2 separate regions of the Sus scrofa genome follow, and region 1 is linked to region 2. The links are chromatin contacts, called in public Hi-C maps. All regions are on one chromosome and are shown on one strand. Each heading gives the region's core, a stretch centred on a gene start, on an enhancer-like site or on the middle of the called end of the contact. The rest is flanking DNA. Distances are from core to core; before and after follow the strand shown. Region 1 has its middle 71 kb from the start of CDH5. Region 2 has its middle 160 kb from the start of CDH11.

Region 1 (4,083 bases), core at 996-3,495, 1.3 Mb after region 2:
GTTGAAAAGTCACTTCTTCACGAGCACAAAGCTGGCAAGTGGCAAAGCCAAGATGTAAGTAAGAGGGGTCTTGGCACCTGTGTCTTTGCCATGGCATCTCTACAAGGCGCGGGGGGGGTGGTAAGGGGGGTTGTCAAGTTTACATTGTGATTTTTCAGAATTAAAGTCAATGAGGGGATGATTTGATAATTATCATTTATTGAGCATTTACTGCATACCAGGGCCTGTGTGGAGCGTTTTTGTTTTTGAATCCTCATGATGACTTCATGAAATAAGTATTATTACCTTTGTTTTTTAAATGAGGAGAGTGGAGCAAAAAAAATGGTTAAGCAATTTGCCCACAGTCGCCAGCTAGTAAATGATGGACCCTGATTCAAGCATGAGCAGTGTCCCCAGAGCCAGGCTTTTAACTACTCAGCTGGAGACAGATCAACCTCATACAGATACGAAACAGTCTCGAAGACTTTTTTTTATATATATATTTTTGAGTCAAAGGAAAGGGCTGGAGCTGGCTGTCTAATGCGCTCTGCATTTAAGAGGAGATGTATGGCCACATAGGCTTTAACGTGCACAGAGCATCCAAGATGCTGTGGGGAAGCTGGTCAGGATCACTGCCTCCAGGAAGAGGAAGTGGGAAGCTGGGGTCTGGAATGGAGGGAGATTCATGCTTTTGCACCCTTTCCATTTTTTTATAGATGCCTTCAAAAGTATGAATGTGTAAGCCCCCTGTTCAGAAAGAAATGATTTTTACTGCTTTGCCAGCTTAATGGAAATACAGCACTCACTCAAGGAGAAGCCCAGCAGGGACAGAGGTGGTGCCCCTGACGGAGGTCCCTCTACCTCCTCTCCGCAGAGGAGCAATAAAGGGACATCACATTTGAATCTGTGTCCACAGTCCCTGAAAGAGACTAGCCATGGCTCCAGGGTCTTTCCCTATTCCCTGGAGAGGAATCGGCTCCAGGCCCAGGACTTGGATGACAGAGAGAGGCCTGCAGACCCTCCCCTCTAGTTGGAGAAATGACCTTCTCATCCTGGAGAGTGCTCTAGAACTTTCTATAGCTCCCTACTGCCTCTAGGAAGGCTGCCTGCCCTCACTCACTGTCTCCCTCTGGGCCAGCGTCTGGACCAATAATAGAGTAAGGGGAGCTGGGGATAAAAGGCTCCTCCTAGCTCTAAAAACGTGAAGCCCCCCTTGCTCCAGACCCCCCTGCCTTCCTCCTCAAAGCCCCCCCTTTTCCTGCTCCTCGGAGCATCCCACGTGGCCCTGAACCCCTACACCACCTACCCAGGGTCCACAGAGACTCACACCTAACAGGCTCACATTTAGATCTTCTTACACTATAATGGGCCAGTATGTACTTTAGCCGAACACCTCAATAGCACATTTACACACCCGTCTCAGATTTCAGAGGTCCATACTCTGTGGCCTCGGAGACCTTCCAGTGGCAGTTCTCTCCAAGTTCAGCATCCTGGGGGCACTTCATCCAAAGGCACAGTCAGGGGGCCCCAGGGAGGGCCAGCTTCAGTCAGTGTGTGGCCTGGGTCTCTGAACACTCCCATTTAACTCCCCCGCAACACACACACACACACCCCGATGCAGCCGGTAGGTGGGCTTCATCTGGCTGCTGGCTGCCATTCGGCCCTACGGTTTTGTCCCCTCTTGGGGTGGTGGGGCTGAAAGGGCCACTGGAGAAAAAGCAGGCTGGGGTTGGGGCGAGGGGGTGATGAATTCACTTCCGGACGCATCAGATCAAAGGTGCCTGTGAGGGTGTCCAGGGGGAGGGTCAGGGGGCGGCAGGATGGACGCTCCAGTGCCACAGGGTGGGCATCTCCTCCGGAGAGAAAAGACCCAGAATCAAATGCAGAGTCTTCTGCTGAACCCATAGCAAGAGAGAAAGGAGAAGGGAAGGAGGGAGACTGCAGGGAGGAAGGAGGAGTCGCTAGCTCGGACCGGACAAACGAAGGGACCCGGATCTGTTGGGTACCTCGTTCCAGGGCCGGTGACCCATAAGAACCCGAAACCAGAAGGCGTGGGCCGGAGGCGTGGCCGCCAGGGGAGCGCGCAGCGCCGCTTCGCGGGCGAGCAAACTGAGGCGGGAAGGGCGGTAGGCCTCAGCGCGTCCCACCTTCCGCAGGGCCGGGCGGCTCCCCGCGGTGACCGCCGCGAGGGCAGCGGAGACTGGAGTAAGGGGCTGGTGCGGAGCCGAGACCGCGCAGCGTTGGCGGGCTGCTCGCGGGGGGCGCGGCCGCAGCACCGCCGGGAGGCGCGGCTCGCTGGGCTGAGCGGGGCGGGGCCGGGCCGGGCGGGGAGGCGGGCGGGCGGCCGCGTGGCCACAGCACCACCTGGCGGCCATAGGGGCGAAGGTCGCCGCCGTTGCCAGCCGGGGCTTCCCGGTACCCCACCTGACCCCGCCAGCACCAAAACGGCTGCCCTCAGGCCCCAGGCAAAATTCCCCCCGTCTACGTATTTAAAAGCGGACCGCATGGACCCGTTGCTGTCACATACACCCCCCCTCCAAAGAGAATGGGCATTCTCTCCTTGAGATCTTAGCTCTTCTCCCAAACAGTGATGCCTAAATGCAGAATCTCACATTCGTGTGACCCCCGTCCTCACCCGACCTCACTTTAAACTCAGGCAGCGGAGGGTGTCTGAAAGCTCCCTTTTACTGTGCTGAGTTTAAGGTCCTAAAGGCAGAACCCACTTCCCACCCTGGCCATCCTAATAATAGCTAAGGGGCACTTCCTTCCTCAGTGCCAGGGGCTCTTCTAAGCAATTTCCAGGTAAGATTCCCACATAGGCCTACTGTTATCTGCATATGAATGAGGTCGCTGAGGCGCAGAGAGGCTTAGGAACTTGCCCAAAGTCACACAGTTAGAGGGGAAGGTAGGATGTTAATCTACGCAGTCTTGATTCCGAAAGAGGAAAGGGCATAAAAAAGGAATGGGGTGTGGTGGGAAAAAGAAAATTCTCGTCTAAGACAGGGCGGTCCTGGAGTGCTGGAGCCCCTATTTTGTGGAGGGTCCAGGGCATCTTATTTCAAGTTCCCTGGTATCGGGGGACAGGCCATGAGCATGAGTGAACTGCCCAGGCCAAGGCTTAGAGCAGCTAGATGGAGCCATGGGGAGGGAGTGGGAGTTCTCTCCCCACCCACCACCCACCCAGGCCTCTGTCCATCTGCTGGCCTATGGGTGGTCCACAAGGCAGGAGAAGGAAAGCAGCTTCAGGGAAGAACTAAGCATGGAGCATGTGCCTGTCAGAATGATTTCTCCAAGCTCCATCAATGCCTCCAGCACAGGGACTCGCTGTGCCCTCACTTTCAGCTGTGGCCCTCCCTTACCTGTGTCCAACGTGTGCCACACATGCAAGAGCAGAATCCTCACTGGCTGCCTGATTCCTTTGTCTGGCCTCCAGCACAGGAGAACTGAGTACCTTTCCGAGCTTTTTCCTCCAAGCTTTCCGGTCAATCTGTTATAAACCCACCCAGGTCCCTGCACACCTCCCCGCCCCACCCCACCCCCACCCCCACGTGGTGTCTGCAGGCTGCAGAGCTGAGCCTGGTGCATCGGAGGGGCTAGCAGGGGAGGGAAGGGAAACTAGAGCAAGAAAGCGGGGCCACTGCAAGCCTAGGCTTCCAGGCTTGACCAGAAGCATCCTTGAGGTGGAAAGACGAGCACAGAATCCAGTTTCCCATTCAAGAGTAAGTGCTGTTGGAAACGAGGCAAGGCCTCCACTGTGCCAGCGGGGCCCCACAGCCCCAGGACCGAGAGAGGGGTGAATCTTGGAGAGATCTTGGAAAAGGAAGAACAAGAGGGGAGGGTGTACCATTCACACATATCCCATCAGTCTGATTGTCCCCTGCTGTTACCACTACCCTAGAGGCAGAGGCCAAACTGAACTGCTTCGCTGAGTTTCTCTGCCCTTCTCTCTTATGGGAGCTTGCCCAGCAATTCCCCCAGAAAATCCCAGAAATGAAGCAGGAGTGTGTCCACACTCAGACAGACTCTCACCTTGGTTATAAACGGCTGGACCTTGGTGCAAGGATGCTGGCGGGTGGGATCTGTGGATCCATGGGGACAGGAAGA
Region 2 (3,732 bases), core at 441-2,940:
ACAGATGTACCTCAGAGATACTGCAGGTTCAGTTCCAGACTGCCACAACAAAGCAAATATTATGATAAAACAAGTCACTCACGAATTTTTTTTGTTTCCCGGTCCATATAAAAATTATGGTTACGCCAAACTTATATTTACACTATACTGTAGCGTAACTGTGGAACAGCATTATGTCTAAAATATGCTAACCATCATCTAAGCCTTCAGCAATTTGTATTAGGAACATCAAACATCTCAGATCACTGTGACAAATACAATAATAATGAAAAAGTTTGAAATATTTGGAGAACCACCAGAATATGACACAGACATGAAGTGAGCAAATATTGTTGGAAAAATGATGCTGATAGACTTGCTCAGTGCAAGCTTGCCACTTTGTAAAAGACACAGCATCTGCAAAGCGCAATAAATGAGGTCTGTCTGTATATGGATATAAAAACAGATTCCAGTATTTTCTTCCTATATCTTCACAAATTTGCTTGACCCAATGGAGAGATTCTGCCCCCATAGGAGGCTTCCCAACTTCTGTAGGCTTTATTTCCTGGGAGGAAGTAAAGTACCACCCATAGCCTTCCTTTCTAGTCCTCACCACTCAGGAATGCTCCTTATTAAACCAGACTCAGAAACTCAATGTGTCTGCTCTGAGTCACTGAAAGTGTTCCTGAAATATGACATCTGCAGCGTTAGGGAGAGCAGAACTTTGTTGTGTGGCATTTAAACTTTCAGCAGGATCACAGAACGTCTGTTATTTCAAGTTGGACTCGATTATTTCTTTTTTAACTGCCAGACTTTTAGACCATACAATACCAGCTTTCTTCAAATGTAACTCTTAAGTTCCTTTTATGGTAAAGTTTAATACTGCGAACATATGGAGGGCCTGAACGTCTGCCAAATGTTTTAAAAGACAAGGTTATAAATACCCCGGCAGCGAGCTTTGTTCCTTAATGTATGGCTCTGTTACTCGGAGTCAACGTGGAAGATAAATCAGAACATAGAGCTGGCTTGGGCATTAACTTGATATTTCTGGCAAGTATTCATAGTTTCTCATTTGAGAGAGAAAAAGAAAAGTGGTTGTTCTGAGGTAACATTAACAGAATGCAAAAAAAAAAAATTATAAAAAAGTAGAACGCGGAATAACAGCTTAAATAAAACATCTAAAATGTGAATACACAGTCCAATTTTCTCACCAAAAAATTGAAGCGTAAGGAGTCATCATAAAGCCCATGGGATTGGAAATGATACTCTTTGCCCTGTTCCCCTCGGTTTGGATACCACTCAGTGTAATTTGTAATCGATCTCCCCATCCCACCGCAAGCTCAGCTCTTCACTAATCCCCAGGGCCCTGTTCTCAAGTGTCCCTCTGCCCAGACTTGGGCTGGTTCCCGCCTGACTCAGCTCAGGACCCACTATGGTCATTTCTCTGATTCTGCTGATTTTCCCTAGAAACAGGACTTTGCTGACCTGCCCTTGCTCTCCCGAGACCAGACACAGTTGGTCCCCTTTGTGGCTGGGCTGACAGTCAAAAGGGCCCTTACCCATTCCACGACATAGGATGCACTGTGTCAAGGCTGGGCCTAACATGTATTTGAGACGAGGCCTCTTGGGTGAATAAACCTCAGCATGGGATAAGGAAGGCTCTTTGCATGAACTTTTCAGGTCACTGGGATAATGTTTAATGATTCATGTCCTCCTCACAGTAAGTGCACTTAGTACCCTGAATGGCTTAATGTAGCTTCCAATGAGCCCTGGAACAGCCTGAACTGAACTCATTTATGTGTCAGGATGTGATTAAGGGCAGAAAGCTGCAAAAGGTATCAAGGGAACTTCACTAAGGTTCTTTTTCTCTGCTTCCTGGAGGAGATTTTTTGTTCTTTGGCACATACTGTCTAAGCCTAAACTGCATCTCTAAAATGGGAATAATAACAAACCTGGCTTGCTTACGAATATGGAAATAAGACTCATATGACATGAGGCATGAGACAGCTCAGAAGAGCCTGAAAAGTGCTCTTGCTATGTGTATAAATGAGCCAGGGTTTGCTGCTGTAACAAAGAACCTTCAACTCGGAATGAATTACAAACAGAATTTGATTTTTCACACATGATACATGTTGTCTGTGGGTTTCTTGCCACTCTGCTCCAAGGGTCTGCTTCACTCCAGGATGCAGGGTAACCCCCTACCTAGGAATTGTTTTCTAGTAGTGGAGGAGGAAAGCAAGAGTACAACCCCATGGTGGTTCTTAAACCTTCTGCTCCAATGTAGCATGTGTCAAATCTGCTCATATTTCATTAGCCAAAGCAAGTCGTGTTAACAGACCCGACCTCATGTTGGTGAAAGATTATACATATCTCATAGGAAAACAACAACAACCAAAAACTGTCAAAATTCTCCCCTCTGCCTTACCTGTAGCCCTTGAACAGTTATGATGAAGTAGCGTAGAAAAAAGGGACTCATCTGAAATTCAATAGACATGGAAAGAATAGAAGATGAGAGGTTTTATGGATAAAATTAGAGCAAAAAAAAGAAAAGGAAAAGGTAATAAGGAATGAAAAGAGAAAAAGAAAGAGAATAAAATATCATATACAACACTTCTGTCCCAGAATGTGTGAAGGAGATGTTGCATTTCATAGCACAAGATTAGAGCAGCCTTCTTAGTAAAAACCAGAGCTCACACTGTGAATGATCTGTCAGTGATTGTGACAACTTTCATTAGACTCCGGGTCTCCCTGATCCTTGGTTACTTGGCTATAAAATGAGAAGAATGCAGGCAAGGGCATCTCATAAGTTTCAGTGAGAAAAACAGATATGAAAGTATACATCTTAGAACTATCAGGCAGAAATAGATATTAAAGCAACATTTTGGAAGAGGTTATTTGGTTTTGCGTACTCCAACAATAATCTGGATAGAAGGACCTGTTAGCAACCAGTCGTTCTCTCCTTCCACCTGCCCAGCCATCAGCCACCAAGTCGGCCACACATTTATCCAACCTACATTTTCCTATATCAACAATTTAAAAAATGTAAGGCTCCATAAAGAAAACAGAAGTTTTTGCTGAAGAAGCAAAACAGAAGTATAGCTGGCAAGTAGTATAGTCATATTCATAATTAAACACATCTAATTCTGAACAATATTCACTATATGCACATTTTTTTTTCTGCAGCATTGATGAGGAGAGGAAAAACTCAGAAACTGGCTGCACAAAGCTCAGAATGATCCCTTTCCCTGAATATACTTGTCTCTCAGTCTGTCTGAAGTTTCCCTCAGACTCACGTCTGTTCCCTCTGCCTAGAAAATTCCTCCCTTGTGGGTAAGCACAACTAACTTCCTCACTTTCTTCAGATCTCTGCTCAGAAGTTACCTTATTAGAGATTCTTTATTGACCATTTTGTAGAAAATAACAATCCTTCAGGATAAGAGTGTGTGTGTATGTCTCTGTGTATGTATGATTTCCAAAAGGACAGAGACATATATTTTGGTTGTTTTACACTGATCTGTTAGTTCAAGTAGTGTCCAGCACAGAGTAGGCATATACAAAAATGCTTGAATGAAGTCAGTAGTATTTTGGGTGTTCTCTGGTTCTGGTCAACCCAGAAAACCAGCTCAATTAAGACTGAACTTTCAAGATCCCCTTATTTTGTCCAGCCATTCCTCTCTACCTGGCTTGCCTTAACCTTCCACTAGAATATTGGGCAGCTATCAAAACTTTGTTTTATAGACCATTTGGTCCATG

The links. A called contact is a pair of places that touch in the nucleus more often than the background predicts.
Region 1: a Hi-C map of retroperitoneal adipose tissue shows a contact between it and region 2, with 1.8 times the contacts expected there. The contact joins two enhancer-like sites. A contact is called at or near these places in 4 of 47 Hi-C or Micro-C datasets (embryonic fibroblasts, mesenteric adipose tissue, retroperitoneal adipose tissue and 1 more).

The regions. Positions count from the first base shown.
Region 1 is chr6:27,035,611-27,039,693 of Sscrofa11.1, forward strand. No RefSeq gene overlaps it. Among named protein-coding and RNA genes, the nearest start is that of CDH5, 71 kb to the right of the region's middle. Within about 2 kb of position 2,246, at least 27 of the 83 cell types and tissues checked have an H3K27ac peak or open chromatin away from gene starts, as enhancers often do. A contact at or near this core is called in retroperitoneal adipose tissue, where this site is marked.
Region 2 is chr6:25,710,546-25,714,277 of Sscrofa11.1, forward strand. No RefSeq gene overlaps it. Among named protein-coding and RNA genes, the nearest start is that of CDH11, 160 kb to the right of the region's middle. Within about 2 kb of position 1,691, at least 12 of the 83 cell types and tissues checked have an H3K27ac peak or open chromatin away from gene starts, as enhancers often do. A contact at or near this core is called in retroperitoneal adipose tissue, where this site is marked.